Linked DNA regions of Mus musculus: regions 1 and 2 are each linked to region 3. A link is a contact called in public Hi-C and HiChIP or PLAC-seq data. All regions are on one chromosome and are shown on one strand. Each heading gives the region's core, a stretch centred on a gene start, on an enhancer-like site or on the middle of the called end of the contact. The rest is flanking DNA. Distances are from core to core; before and after follow the strand shown. Region 1 has its middle 20 kb from the start of Gm52771. Region 2 overlaps Yes1 (YES proto-oncogene 1, Src family tyrosine kinase). Region 3 holds the start of Yes1 (YES proto-oncogene 1, Src family tyrosine kinase).

Region 1 (4,572 bases), core at 1,818-4,317, 100 kb after region 3:
GCTAAAACTAAAACTGATCAGACCCCATAGCTTTTAAAAAGAGAGTTTACCTATCACAAGACTAGCATAAGTTATTAAAATGTCCATGTTCCTTTTTTATTAGATATTTTCTTTATTTTTATTTTTTTATTCTTTGGTTTTTGAGACAGAGTTTCTCTGTATAGCCCTGGCTGTCCTGGAACTCACTCTGTAGACCAGGCTGGCCTTGAACTCAGAAATCCCCCTGCCTCTGCCTCCCAAGTGCTGGGATTAAAGGCATGCGCCACCACGCCCAGCTGATATTTTCTTTATTTACATTTCAAATGTTATCCCCTTTCCTAGTTTCCCCTCCGAAAACCCCCTATCCCTTCCTCCTTCCCCTGCTCCCCAACCCACCCACTCCCATTCCCAGTCCTGGAATTCCCCTATACTTGGGCATAGAACCTTCACGGGACCTAGGGCCTTTCCTCCCACTGATGACTGCCACACACTCTGGCTGAGGCCTGGAAGCCACTCACGAGGCAGAAAGTTTCACGGAAACTCACTCCTGGAATCTGGCATTCTCTCTAACCTATACATTAATATTCCATTCCCGAGTCAGTCTAGTGTATGGATCCACATGCTCTCTTTTAGAATTATCCTATTATAAATGCCTTTTAAGATTTAATTCTGACATAGCCAAAGCCTTCGCCAGTGTTCCAATATCCTAGAAAGTCCTTGAGCAGACCAAGGGCTTGGAATCCAGGAAGAATGTTGCCTATTCAGTGACATTCAGAATAGCCTCTGGTATCACTTTGAATAAAAGCTAGGTCACTGCCCTACATAGGAATTTACCATCATCTAGGAAGAAATTTCAGACCTAAGGAGAAACCAGAGTAGATACTTAGAACTATAGATAGCTGAGTTACACCCATACACATGTATTTACAATGGCCTAAGGGAAAGGTGGACTATACAATAGACTAAAATAGGAACTATGGAAAGGGCACGAAGCCCTTGACCCTAGCTTCTAAGATTAAGTGAATCTTAGGTGGAGCTCCTTTTGATCCCAGTTGTTAACAATGAATTCTATCCCAGGTGGTTCCTGTTAGACCTTCTGTGTTTGTATTCCTCTGTTTTATGTAAGAATCCAGTAACCTCTTTGTACCTTGCGAGTGTGTCACCCAACTTCCTTATTGTCTTCTGTATAAAAAGTTTGATGCTCGATTTGACACATTACATTCAGATTCTACAGAACCTCTCCTGTGTGCATCTATCTGTCAATTCATGCACCCTTTACCCACCTGCAACTAGAGACCCATTCCACGCAGACAAAGGGATCCAGAGGGTCTGCGGCAGATGACTGCCTAGACCATCCTGTGCTACATATACTGCTAGAACCACAAGTTCCACCATGTGTTTTCATTGATTGGTGGTTTAGATCCAAGGAGCTCTGGGGGTACTGGTTAATTCATATTGATGTTCCTCCTATGGGGCTGCAAACCCCTTCAGCTCCTTGGATACTTTCTCTAGCTCCTTCTTGGTTGGAACAAAAGACATCAGGATGGGGGTGAATATTATAGCTTAGTGGTAAAGTGCTTACCTAACATGGACACATCCCTGAGTCAGCACATCTCATAATCCAGCCCAGGGCACTTGTAGACATCACAGCAGTTCTGTGAGCAATTCACATCTCTTCCCTCACATATGGCTCAGATCTGAAGCCAGATTTCTAATCCCAATGTCTGCACTTTGGATCCTTTTTTGAGAACTCTGGAGTAGACACTAGCAAAAGAAATGCCAGAAGAGTCTTCCTAAGCAGTAGGTTGCACTAAATTAAGGCATCTTCTCTCTGGAACCATGGCTCTACAGAGAAGTGAGAAGTCTGTCCTTGCAGATGATGGGTGTCAGTGAACGTTGGGATGTGCCTAAGGCAGTGGAGTGGATATCAAAACTAGCTAAATTCAAGCCATTGTGGTTCACAGGCCATGCAACTATTTCTGAGGTAATAAAGCTGCTGCTTCTGCTATCTCAGTCATTTACTATTTATTTGATGTTCTTGAGAGGTCAGAACAATTCCTAAAATTCTCAAAAATTCTCATGGCACAAGTCCCTCATACAAATAAAAGCTGATGTTTGCATGAGTATCTGAGTGTCACACTGAGTATCACACACACAGCACAAATGAACCCATGTGCAGCAGCATCACATAAAGAGCCACACCTGTACCCATGTGCTACAGCAACACATACCAGGCACACCTGAACACATGTACAGCATCATCTAACACCTGGATCACATGTAAAGTGGCATCACACACCAGGCAAACTCCAGGACACATGAACAGCAGCATCACACACCAGGCCCACATGTCCACATGTGCAGCAGCATCACATACCAGGCCCACATGTCCACATGTGCAGCAGCATCACATACCAGGCCCACATGTCCACATGTGCAGCAGAATCACACTCCCGGCACACATGTAAAGTGGCAACACACACTAGGCATACATTTACAGGTTAATAACACACCAGGCACACATGTACACAAGTACAGCAGCATCACACAACAGGCACACATGTAAACATGTGCAACAGCATGACACATCAGGCACACATATTTACATGTGCAGCAGCATCACATACGAGGGACCCATGTTCACATGTACATTGGCATCACACAACAGGCACACATGTACACATGTACACATGTACAGCTGCAGCACACGTCAACAGGCGAGGAGTGGTGACGGGTCGCCCAAGGCTCTTCGGTCAGGACCTGACCCGGTGACGTCACTGGAGTCGCCGGGGGTAACGGTAGTCGCTGCGGGGAAACCGGAGATCAGGTCGCGCTGCTCAGAGGTGGCGACGCGGAGAGGACCAGGAAAACTGGGTTCGGCAAGGAGAGGAACTACGCATGCGGCATGCCCTGTTTGTTTCCGGGCAGCGAACTCAAAACCGGAAATCCTCGTCGTCGCTGACGCTCCGAGTTCTTCCCTAGAAGAACTCACTTCCTGTTGGGAACGGAGGAACTTCCTGTCTGGCGCAGGAAGTTAGTGTTTAAGCATGCTGGGAGTTGTAGTCATTTCCTGCCTCGGGTGTTACTTCCTGTTTGCTACAGGAAGTGACATCACAAAAGCACCGAGGCAAGGTGGGAGTTGTAGGTCCCACCTGTGTAGCTCCAGATACAATCTCCCGGTAACCTACTGTTTTAAAACGCGACCCCGTCACCGGGTCGAAGCCGCTCGACTGCCCGCCCTTCCCTCAGGCTGGCCGGTTGACCGCAGGCAAATCCATATCCTTTGACACCGACCGGAGCGGAGCGTTGGAGTGACAACTTGTCGCCACCGGGTGGCGCGCGAGAGAAACCGTCTCGGGGTTCAACCCAGAGACACCCAGTCTCAGAAAAAAAAAAAATTCAATAAAGAAATAATTCTGAATAAATAAATAAATAAATAAATAAATCTAAACCTTTAAAAATTTAAAAATAAAAAATAGGAGGAGTTGAAGATTTAGCTCAGTGGTAGAGTGCTTGCCTAGCAAGTGCAAGGCCCTGGGTTCGGTCCTCAGCTCTGGGGGGGGGGGGGGGAGACAAAAAAATAGGAAAAAATACCAGCTGAGTCTCGAAAAAAAAAACCAAGACTAAATTAATTAAAGAAATGACTAATGGCTGGGCGTGGTGGCGCACGCCTTTAATCCCAGCGCTCGGGAGGCAGAGGCAGGTGGATTTCTGAGTTCGAGGCCAGCCTGGTCTACAGAGTGAGTTCCAGGACAGCCAGGGCAATACAGAGAAACCCTGTCTCGAAAAAAAGCAAAAAGAAAGAAAGAAAGAAGAAAGAAAGAAAGAAAGAAAGAAAGAAAGAAAGAAAGAAAGAAAGAAAGAAAGAAAGAAAGAAAGAAAAAAGAGAGAGAGAGAGAAAGAGAAAGAAAGAAAGAAAGGAAAGAAAGAAAGGAAAGAAAGAAAGAAAGAGAAAGAAAGAAAGAAAGGAAAGAAAGAAAGGAAAGAAAGAAAGGAAAGAAAGAAAGGAAAGAAAGGAAAGAAAGGAAGAAAGGAAAGAAAGAAAGAAAGGAAAGAAAGGAAAGAAAGAAAGGAAAGAAAGGAAGAAAGAAAGGAAAGAAAGGAAGAAAGGAAGAAAGAAAGAAAGGAAGAAAGAAAGAAAGAAAGGAAAGAAAGAAAGAGAAAGGAAGAAAGAGAAAGGAAGGAAAGAAAGGAAGAAAGGAAAGAAAGAAAGAAAGGAAAGAAAGGAAAGAAAGGAAGAAAGAAAGAAAGGAAAGAAAGGAAGAAAGAAAGAAAGAAAGGAAAGAAAGAGAAAGAAAGAAAGAGAAAGGAAGAAAGAGAAAGGACGAAAGAAAGAAAGAAAGAAAGAAAGAAAGAAAGAAAGAAAGAAAGAAAGAAAGAAAGAAAAGAAATGACTAGATAAATGAATTTTAAAAATTTAAACATTTGAAGATCTCCGAGTTCAAGGTCATGGGATTAGAGGTGTGGTGGCGCCACATGGTTATATGGCGCATGTGGTTATGGTTGGGGTTAGTTTTAGGATTAGAGGGTGGTTTGAGTTTAGGGGTTAGTGGTTAGGGTTACAGTTTTATGGTTAGTGTTTGGGTTAGGGTT
Region 2 (4,697 bases), core at 962-3,461, 72 kb after region 3:
CAACCAGGAATAGCCACTACAGTTAGTCTATGTCTTTTTATTGGGGAATTGAGTCCATTGATATTCAGAGATGTTAAGGAAAAGTAATTGTTGCTTCCTGTTATTTTTATTGTTAGAGTTGGGATTCTGTTCTTGTGGCTGTCTTTTTTTTTTAGGTTTGTTGAAGGATTACTTTCTTGCTTTGGATGGTTTTGTACAATTCCATTACCTATTTGGTTGTGTTTTCTTGTAATTCTTTAAGGGATTTTTGTGTTTCCTCTTTAAGGTCTTCTACATGTTTAGCAGTGTTTTCCTCTAATTCCTTGAGGGATTTTTGTGCTTCCTCTTTAAGGGCTCCTACCTGTTTAGCAGTGTTCTCCTGTATTTTTTTAAGTGAGTTATTAATGCCCTTCTTAAAATCCTCTACCAGCTTCATGAGATATGATTTTAGATCTGAATCTTGCTTTTGGGGTGTGTTGGGGTATCCAGAACTCGCCGTGGTGGGCATACTGGTTTCTGATGGTGACCAGTAGTCTTGGTTTCTTTTAGCAAGATTCTTTCGTTTGCCTTTTGCCATCTAGTAATCTTCAGTGTTAGATGTTCTAGCTGTCTCTGACTGGAGCTTGTTCCTGCTGTGATTCTTTAGCCTCTGTCAGCTCTCCTGGGAGTCCAACTCTCTCCTGAGTCCCAGTGGTCAGAGCACTCTCTGCAGGCAAGCTCTCCTCTTGCAGGGAAGGTGCACAGAAGTCAGGAGCTCAGATCCACCTCCTGATTCCTGGGGTCAGAGCCCTCGCTGGAGGCCGACTCTCCTCTGACAGAGAAGGTGTCCTGGGGTCTGGGTCTCAGCTCTGTCTCCTGACTGAGGATGAAAGCCCGAAGGGACCCTGTCCAAGAAGCTCTGTTGCTTCTGCTGCCCATGTGCTCTCCTGCATAGACTGGTCTCAGTGATCCCAAGATTCTGGGTGTGCTAGAGCCTGCCTTTGTCCTTTATCCCTGTTCCTGCACCAGACCTTCTGCGTTTTGGGAATGGATGTGTGTTTCACTCACCAGTGATCTCAAGACCCCAGATGTGCTATGGTGCCTGCAGCATGGAGAGTCCTCTGGGGACCTTGGGGCCCTCTGCCGAGATTGTGCCTAAGATCCTATTTTATTGCTACCTAACACAATCATAATGCTGGATAAAATCTACTTCTGCCCTCAATATACTAGTAAATATAGCCAGAGGGGGGAAAACACTTAAATTAAGGAATTTCACTTTGCGGTTTTAGTCATGGTCTACTTTCCATTTTGGCCACAATAGACAATCTAAAATCTGCTATCTTGCTACAAACAACTAGAGATTTAAACAGATCCATAATCCAGTTTTGTTTGGGTTTTTTTTTTTATTTCATGGTGATCAAGGAAGCTTCCTTTTTTTAAAAAATGAGTCCTATATTTATATAACATTTCTCCCCAATATTTTCTAAGTGAGCATACTGATGGAAGTCAAAACAAAGACATCAGTTTTTGTTTTCTTCAATGTTTTTTTTTTATTTGTTTTAACTGACCAAAGGAGAAAGAAGTCTAAGGAGGAATCTGTGAGAATGGAGCTGATAAATAAGGAGACTAAACTCTCATTAAATAGCCAACCTTATTCAGCACCTCAAACAGTTTGTACTCTGAGGGTTAAGAAAGGTCACATGAGTAAAGTTCTCATGAGTTCAAGCTGTGTAAAATTCCCATAGAGGCATAAAGAGGATAGTTTTAGCATCTAATTGATTTACAACCACAAACTAATGAACTATCTGAAGTAAACTCAAGTCCTATGCTACACCTAGGAGGAGCACAAAAACACATTCCAATAATAATTTCATGTTTTTCAAGAAACTTAGGTCACAAGACTTGTTTTCTTAGAATGTTCTCATAAGCACTCAGAATTCTCCTCACATGACACTATTCCTGGACTATGTTTCTCAACAGTGCTCTAGTAGAAGAGGCAAAATTAAACAAAACCTGAAGCCAGGTCTTGCCAAGGAAGAACCAGGTGATTTGACAGTACATTTACTGTTAAAACCGAATGTCCTGTAGAAAAACAAATCCACTGTGTGTAATTCAGAATGTCAACGTTGTCAGAAATAGTATCTGCTCAGGACCCCCACAATCAGGTTCTCAGCACAAAGGAGATTTGTTTGCCTCCGTGGGAGAGGGCAGTGAATAAGAGACAGACGAGAGATAGAGGACAAGGAGAAGGGGAGGGGAGAGGGAGAGAGGCGTATTTGCCCTGGAGGACAAAGGACTGCCTCTGGATAGAGACAGATGTGGCCCCTTAGGCAAATGGAGGCTTATAAAGGTAGAGGGGGAAATTCCATGTAAGAATAAGGTATTTAATTTTAATTGGGTGTATTCATTAGGTGAGCCAAAGGAAGCTTTTTTTTTTTGTTTTTTTTTTTTTTGTTTTGTGGCTTTTTCGAGACAGGGTTTCTCTGTATAGTCCTGGCTGTCCTGGAACTCACTTTGTAGACCAGGCTGGCCTCAAACTCAGAAATCCGCCTACCTCTGCCTCCTGAGTCAAAGGAGACTTTTGATTGCTAGACTTCAATACTTTGATAGCTGGGCCTTAGTGGTCAGCTTCAGGAGGAGGAAGTGGCCAAATAAAGGAAGAGACCTTAGTGGCCAGCTTTAGGTATGTAGTCTAATGGTTTTTAGAGAAAGACAAAGCCTACCAGAGCCATGCCCACCATGCTCAAGCTGGTCAGAGTCCCTTCAAACATAAAATAGGTCTATTGGTGCAAAATTTTATATTCTGTAGAAGAAAAATAAAGTCACAATTATTTATTGCGGTGGTTCTCAACTTTCCTAATGACCCTTTAATACAGAATTCTCATGTTGAGGTGACCCTAAACCATAAAATTATTTTTGTTGCTACTTCATAACTCTAAGTTTGCTATTGTTATGAATTGTAATATAAATATTTGATATGGAGGATCTCTTGGTATATGACCCTTGTGAAAGAGCTGTTTAACCCTCCAAAGAGGTTGTAGCCCACAGGTTGAAAACCGCTGATTTAGTGGGAGGAGGAAAGAGCCGTTTTAGTTACTGTGAAATGACAGTGTGACCAAGGCAACTCTTAAAAGGGAAGCACTTAACTGGGGAGTTGCTTTCAGTTTTAGAGGGTTAGTCCAGGGTCCCCAGGGCAGGGAGCATACAGACCTGGCAAGGAAGCAGTAGTTGAGAGCATTATATCCTGATGAGCAAGCATCAAGCAGAGAAAGAGAAAGAAACATTAGTCCTGGCATTGCCTTTAAAACCTCAAAGCATAGTCCTAGTGACACACCTCCAACAATGCCTAATCCTAAGGCCACACAATTCAGTTAACTGGTGACTAAGCATATTTGAGGTCATTCTCATTCAAATGCCCATAAACCTGGTATAGTTTTGTGTGCTTTAATCCCAGTACTTGAGAAGGAAAAACAGGTGGATCTTTGTGAGTTCCAAACCAACAGACAACAAAGTAAGACCATATCTCCTCTAGGAGACCCTAAAGCCTGCCTACATGGTGACACACTTCCTCCAACAAGACCACACATATTCCAACAAGGCCACACCTCCTAATAGTGCCACTTCCCATGGGCCAAGCATATTCAAACCACCACAGTCATATTAAAATACAGATTATTATTTAACATTTCTTTATATTAATTGATATGCCTTTTTACAAGATAAACTTGATGTTTCTTCAGCTACTAGCTAGGATGTTTACTCTCTTTTGGTATTTATGGCCAAGACTGTTGTTTTTAATATTTGAATCTTAACATTAGGTATGGTAAACCGTGAAGTATTGGAACAAGTAGAGCGGGGATACAGAATGCCTTGCCCCCAGGGCTGTCCCGAATCCCTCCATGAATTGATGAATCTTTGCTGGAAGAAGGATCCTGATGAAAGACCAACATTTGAATATATTCAGTCCTTCTTGGAAGACTACTTCACTGCTACAGAGCCACAGTACCAACCAGGAGAAAATTTATAATCCAAGTAACCTGTGTGCACAGATCTGCCAAAACAGAGAGACCTTGTGTGAGTTCTTCCTGCACAGAAATGAGAAGATATGCTTCACTCGGCATGTTTCTTATGGTAAACTGGAATTCCAGATACGGTTACTCAAAACCACTTTTTTTTTCTCCAAGCATTAAACTCTAAAGTACCAATGATGCATCTTACAGCATACTTCAGGGTCCAGAGAAAGTAGAGCTAGAGAGTGTGATTGTGGGTGTAGCATGGTAAGAAAGAGCAACAGGACTACTGGTCATTGCCTTTTCTTCCCCAAACTTGCCAAGAGAAAACTACTTCTTGGTATGTATAAAACTTGGCTGTTACTCCACAGGAAAATTCTAAGATCAAAGAACTTCATGGGACCAAATAATTCCATTCCAGTTTTTTAAATTTTCTAGAATTTTTTTTCTCAAAGTTTTTTTTTGTTTGTTTTGTTCTGTTTTTTCCCTGTTTAATAGTCAACATGCACTCCTATCAGAGGCCTCCTTTTGTGTGAAAATGGGCCAAGTCTTCCAAATGCAAAGGAATGGATTATAAACAGCATCAAAAACATTGATTTAAAAAGCCATGGAAGTTAGAAGCATAATACAGTATGCTCACACTTTGTCCAGAGAACTGGAAAGCAAAACAAATTTTTCATATCAGTCATGTCTTAAATTGTTCAGCTTTGAATAATGAAGGTAACCAGA
Region 3 (4,710 bases), core at 803-3,302:
GAACATTTCCAGGCAGAATCATAGGTTCCATTGGTCATCATCAGTTCAACTTCTAATAATTCAAACTTCCAGCCAACTTTGATAAGTAAGAACACCTTAGTTTTAGAAATACCTAATATAGTTCAAATTTTCCACTGGCCTTCCCCTTCCTTCCTAGGGCTGATTTTCCCAGAAGTTTCAAGATAGGTCTTAACACACTGTAACATTGTGAAGAGGGATGCATGAGCCGACACTCACCTGACCATTTCAGAAACAGGGTTTTAGCTATGACTAGTTTCTATAACAACAAAATTTCCCAGCAAAATTTCCCAGATCCTGTCACCATCTTTAAGAATATTTCTAAAATAGCCATTAAATGTAACCTTTAAGTTGTAGGTGTATTTTTGATACTCTCTCCCTACCTTAAAGTACAGAAATTGTGTGTGATGGTACCTACTTGTAACCCCAGAAACTGGGAGGTAGAGACAGGAGAAGGAGGGGCTCAAAAATCATCCTCAGCTACACAGCAAGTTCAAAGCTATCCTGGGCTACACAAGACTCTGTCTCAAAAAAGCAAGCAAAGTAAAACAAAATAAAATATAAAACAAATTCAAAACAGGTTAGACTAACATTGAGAGGGTTTTTGTTTGTTGTCTTTTAAATTGGGAGAGTTTAGGGTCACAAATATATTTCTATTTTATCTGTAGGTTTAGAAAGGCAACAGCTCAAGTAACTAACGTTCTAGTTTCAAGAAAAAACTTGCTGGGCGGTGGTGGCGCACGCCTTTAATCCTAGCACTTGGTAGGCAGAGGCAGGGGGATTTCTGAGTTCGAGGCCAGCCTGGTCTACAAAGTGGGTTCCAGGACAGCCAGAGCTATACAGAGAAAAACAAAAAAACAAAAAAACAAAAAAAAAAAAAAAACAAAACAAAACAAAAAAACCCCTTAATGCACCAGTCAATGGCAAAATAAAGCACCGCGCTACATCACACATAGTTGTTCATGTGGATTCCCATTCCTTTCTCTGAAGAAACTTTTTAAAGCTGTGTGCATTTAAGTTGCTAAAGTACCAGACTACTGACGGAGTTGATATGTCAAAGATGATGCTGAATTTCTCTGAAAACCACAAAGGAAACCAACAGTCCCACATTAATACTTCGAATAACCCCACCAAAGAGGAAATACAAAAGGGAAATTAAGAGTGTGATAAGGCAGACGTGCCTTTAGCAGGAGTACTTCTAGATTGTCTTTTGACCCTCTCAATCTTGTACCTCAGTTCCTCCTAAACCCTTCCTTTTTCTACAAGGCAAGCAGAAAAAACGATGCAAGGCCTTCGGAGGGAAAACAAACAAAAAACCTTTCATCTTGACTTCTTCACTTCAAGGGGCCCAAACGTCAGCTTTCATAGCTGTCAAGAAGAGTCACAGTGCCTGTCCGGGTTCCCTATTACGAGGATCAAATACAATGCTGTCCCACTCTAAGTGAGAGCCACCATTCCTGGGAGAATTGCCAACACAACTCAGGTTCGGTTCTACTCGCGCGGCAAGGCTGGTTCGACCTACAGTCAACAGGAAGCTTCTGCGGCCAGACGAGAACCAAGGTGTCAGCACTGCCCTGATGGCTCACGCGGTTCGACTGTGATTTTACTATCAGTGACAAAGGGTGCGGAGGCACAAAGCTGAGAAATGAACAGTCAACCTTTCTCCAAAGAACCCCAACCCCGATCACCCTCCGAAAACAAAGCCCCACACCCCTCAGTGTTTCGGTGAGCCAGGCGGAGCCCCGCTTCGCCCGTTGCGGTAGTCGGCGTGCGGGCAAGGCAGGGAACCACATGCCGCTGCTGCTTTCTCCTCACGCCCCCTCGGGAGCACGCCTGACCCCTGGCGCCATGTTGGGCCGGCAGGCACGACACGGCCGGGCCTCCCAGCGGCCCGCGGACCCCGCGCAGAGCTCCCGCGCCGGAAGGCGCTCCCAGCAGACAGCAGAGCGCGAGTTCCGGTGAGCGGGCGCGCGCAGGTAGCCGCAACCCCCGCCCCGCGCGCGATCCGGAGCGGAGGGGCGGGGCCGGCGGCGAGAGGAGGAGAGAGGGAGGCCGCGGGGTGCGGGCGTCCGGGAGTTCCCTCCTCCTCAAGTAAAGCGTCCCGGGCCGGCTGCGCCGCCGTCGCTGCCTCCTGGCGCCCCGCGACCTGGAGGTGGAGAAGGGAGAGGGACCCGCGGGCGTCCACCTCGGCCGGCCGCCTTCTCCCCGCGGCGACCCGTGCGAGTGCGGCCGGACTCAGGTAAGCTCGCGGCGTGGCCTCGCGACGTAGGCAGCTGACCCGGACCGGGCAGCTCTAGGCCTCGGCATCCACCCTCCTGCTCCCGGGCTTCTCGAGGCGCCGCCGCCCCTGCCGCTGTCCGCCTACTGGTCCCGGAGTCTGGAAGTTGAGGAGAAACTTCTCCCCTCCCGCGGTCTGGCTGGCGGGCGTGAGTGTCTCGTCTCCTGGGCTCACTACCTGCTTGCCCAGTGCCTCGGTCTCCGCCCTGTCCAGTACTTCCCGATTCTGCGGGAGTCCGGATAGTGGTCCAGCCTATGTGGTGCCGCCGCTGCACCCTCCACCCCAAAGGACGTGGGGTCACTCCCGAATGAGGACCAGAGGGTAGGGCAGCGGCCCCTTCTCGTCCTAGCGGCTGGAGGTCTGTGTCGCCGGACGCCCGCAGCAACTGTCTGGAGCGAGGAGTGGAACTCGTGGAGCGAGCGGGTGAGCGGCGGGTTGTACTTGGTTTGATTGCAAACCACGACCTGTTTATAAAGTTTTCCTTTGTTTGGGTTTGAGGGTGTTGGGACGTGTTACAATCAGCGGCCACTTTTAAGTGCCTTGCCACTCCGCCTCCCCGTGAGTTCGGTTCTCTGTCCTCCTGTGTCAACGAAAATTTTGTTTGTGTTTTGCTTCTTGATAATTGCTTCCAGCTTTTGCTTTATTGGGCTTGAGAAAGAGTTGTTTTTAAAAAGTGGGAATATCGTTTCTGGTATAGGGATTGTGAATGGGGCATAGCGTAGTTTTGATGTAGTTATTCTTTGCATAAGTGATTGGAACAGCAGTGGAAATGACAGTTATCAAAGTAAATAAACGAAAAGTATGCAGTTGAAACATAACTTTGTACCTCTCTTGTGTGTTCCACAGCTGTGTTTTTTACATGTGATTTCACAGGATATTTCGGTATGGTATATTCATGTATTTCGTGTAAAATTACTGACCAAAATTGGCAATTGAAAGTGAGTTTAAACATCCTGTTAAATTTCTAAATTTAAATTACTCACTAATGAAAATGTTATTAAGTGTGCATGTGTGACTCAATTTAAGGCCAAATGTGTGCTACCTCTATTAACCAGCACAATGGTGTGGACTAGAAACATTTTGAGTGGGCAGATAGGGAGTGTTAAATTAAAAGCCAAAGTTCTTATATGCAACATATATGAGAGAGAATACAACTGTAGGAAAGTTGTTCTTCAGGAATTTTTTCCGCTTGCTAAATGCATTTAGCTATATCTTATTTTTGAATACCAGCAAAACCTCAGTGAAAATGTAGATGCTGGTTGACATTTCAGTAGGTCCTAAATTTAGGGGAGGGAGAAGATTGCCTTTGATTGAAACTTAGATACAAGACTGTTTATATTCCATATTTCCAGGATAAAATAAAAGCTTTTAAAATGTGTGCTTTGCCATAAAACTACGGTAATGTTATACCTTTAATTTTGTAGCTAGTTTTTGCTGACTTCACAAACCACAAAATTGACTCCTTTCTGTTCAACTGAAAGTGAAATTACAGCCTTGACCTGTCTTCTTGGGATAGGTGTGAAATTTATCTCATGGCCAAAGGATAATATTAATATATAGTCAAAAATTGTTTTTAGTTGAAGAAATTCTCAAAAAAACCCATTGTCTTTGCAAATAAAATTTTATTTCATTGCATATATAAATAAAAGAATATGCTAAAAGAGTAGTGAAATATTACTACTTGTATACTTGTTTAAATCCTTGTTTACTTACAGTTCAAATTTGCATAGTTCTAACAGTAATAGCATACTACTGTGGGTAATTTAAAAAAATATATTTTATTTATATAAGTACACTGTCGCTGTCTTCAGACACCAGAAGAGGGCATCAGATCCCATTACAGATGGTTGTGAGCCACCATGTGGTTGCTGGGAATTGAACTCAGGATCTCCGGAAGAGCAGTCAATGCTCTTAACTGCTGAGCCAACTCTCCAGCCTTGGTAATTTTTAAAAAAAATATATTGAGCTTCCAATTTAGTGGTTCAGGTTGGTGTGAGCATCATTTATTAGTCTTATTACTTATTACCATTGTTTAGGAAAGAAACCTGAGCAGATTTTTTTTTTTTTTTTTTTTTTTGAAGAGCATTGCTAGGTTCTGATGTCTAGGGATGCAAATTTAAGTGATAAAACTATTAAAAAAAAAACTACAAGGAAGTGATGCTTCTATCCTTGGGGTCTTGGAGGTGTTAGTTTTAATTTAATTTATGAGCTCATACATTTGTGTGTTTGTTACCTGGGTTTTATATTTTACATAAAAATATTTTTAAGAAGCCTGAATGTAATGCAGTATAGAAGGTGCTTAGGTTAAGTTAATAATTTTCAAGATAATCTGGTTTCCTGTCACATCCTTTAATCTTTTCCCTGTTGATTAAAAATTTTAGTCATTGGTGTCTAGCTTAAGGGCACTCCCTGGG

What was found. A called contact is a pair of places that touch in the nucleus more often than the background predicts. HiChIP or PLAC-seq counts read pairs in DNA pulled down with a chosen protein or histone mark.
Region 1: a Hi-C map of nephron progenitors shows a contact between it and region 3, with 4 times the contacts expected there. The contact joins the enhancer-like site here to the promoter of Yes1 in region 3. A contact is called at or near these places in 1 of 39 promoter capture datasets (3T3-L1-derived adipocytes), 21 of 484 Hi-C or Micro-C datasets (CD4 T cells, CD8 central memory T cells, the HL-1 cell line and 13 more), 10 of 115 datasets of contacts at active chromatin or transcription factors (effector CD8 T cells, embryonic stem cells, epiblast stem cells and 4 more) and 2 of 9 other capture datasets (adipose tissue and liver).
Region 2: an H3K27ac HiChIP or PLAC-seq map of extraembryonic endoderm stem cells shows a contact between it and region 3. The contact joins the enhancer-like site here to the promoter of Yes1 in region 3. A contact is called at or near these places in 1 of 484 Hi-C or Micro-C datasets (nephron progenitors), 6 of 115 datasets of contacts at active chromatin or transcription factors (embryonic stem cells, extraembryonic endoderm stem cells, intestinal crypt epithelium and 1 more) and 4 of 9 other capture datasets (adipose tissue, embryonic stem cells, liver and 1 more).

Annotation. Positions count from the first base shown.
Region 1 is chr5:32,711,089-32,715,660 of GRCm38.p6, forward strand. No RefSeq gene overlaps it. Among named protein-coding and RNA genes, the nearest start is that of Gm52771, 20 kb to the right of the region's middle. Within about 2 kb of position 3,068, at least 390 of the 459 cell types and tissues checked have an H3K27ac peak or open chromatin away from gene starts, as enhancers often do. A contact at or near this core is called in 3T3-L1-derived adipocytes, CD8 central memory T cells, the HL-1 cell line and 14 more, where this site is marked.
Region 2 is chr5:32,680,775-32,685,471 of GRCm38.p6, forward strand. Yes1 (YES proto-oncogene 1, Src family tyrosine kinase) reads left to right here. Exons shown (of 12, transcript NM_001205132.1): 12 at 3,777-4,697. The coding sequence ends at 3,985. Among named protein-coding and RNA genes, the nearest start is that of Gm52771, 50 kb to the right of the region's middle. Within about 2 kb of position 2,212, at least 10 of the 459 cell types and tissues checked have an H3K27ac peak or open chromatin away from gene starts, as enhancers often do. A contact at or near this core is called in extraembryonic endoderm stem cells, where this site is marked.
Region 3 is chr5:32,609,119-32,613,828 of GRCm38.p6, forward strand. It overlaps Yes1 (YES proto-oncogene 1, Src family tyrosine kinase), which reads left to right and starts at 2,053. Exons shown (of 12, transcript NM_001205132.1): 1 at 2,053-2,257. Gm10461 (collagen alpha-1(II) chain) reads right to left here. Exons shown (of 2, transcript XM_030254958.1): 2 at 1-2,934. The coding sequence ends at 2,106.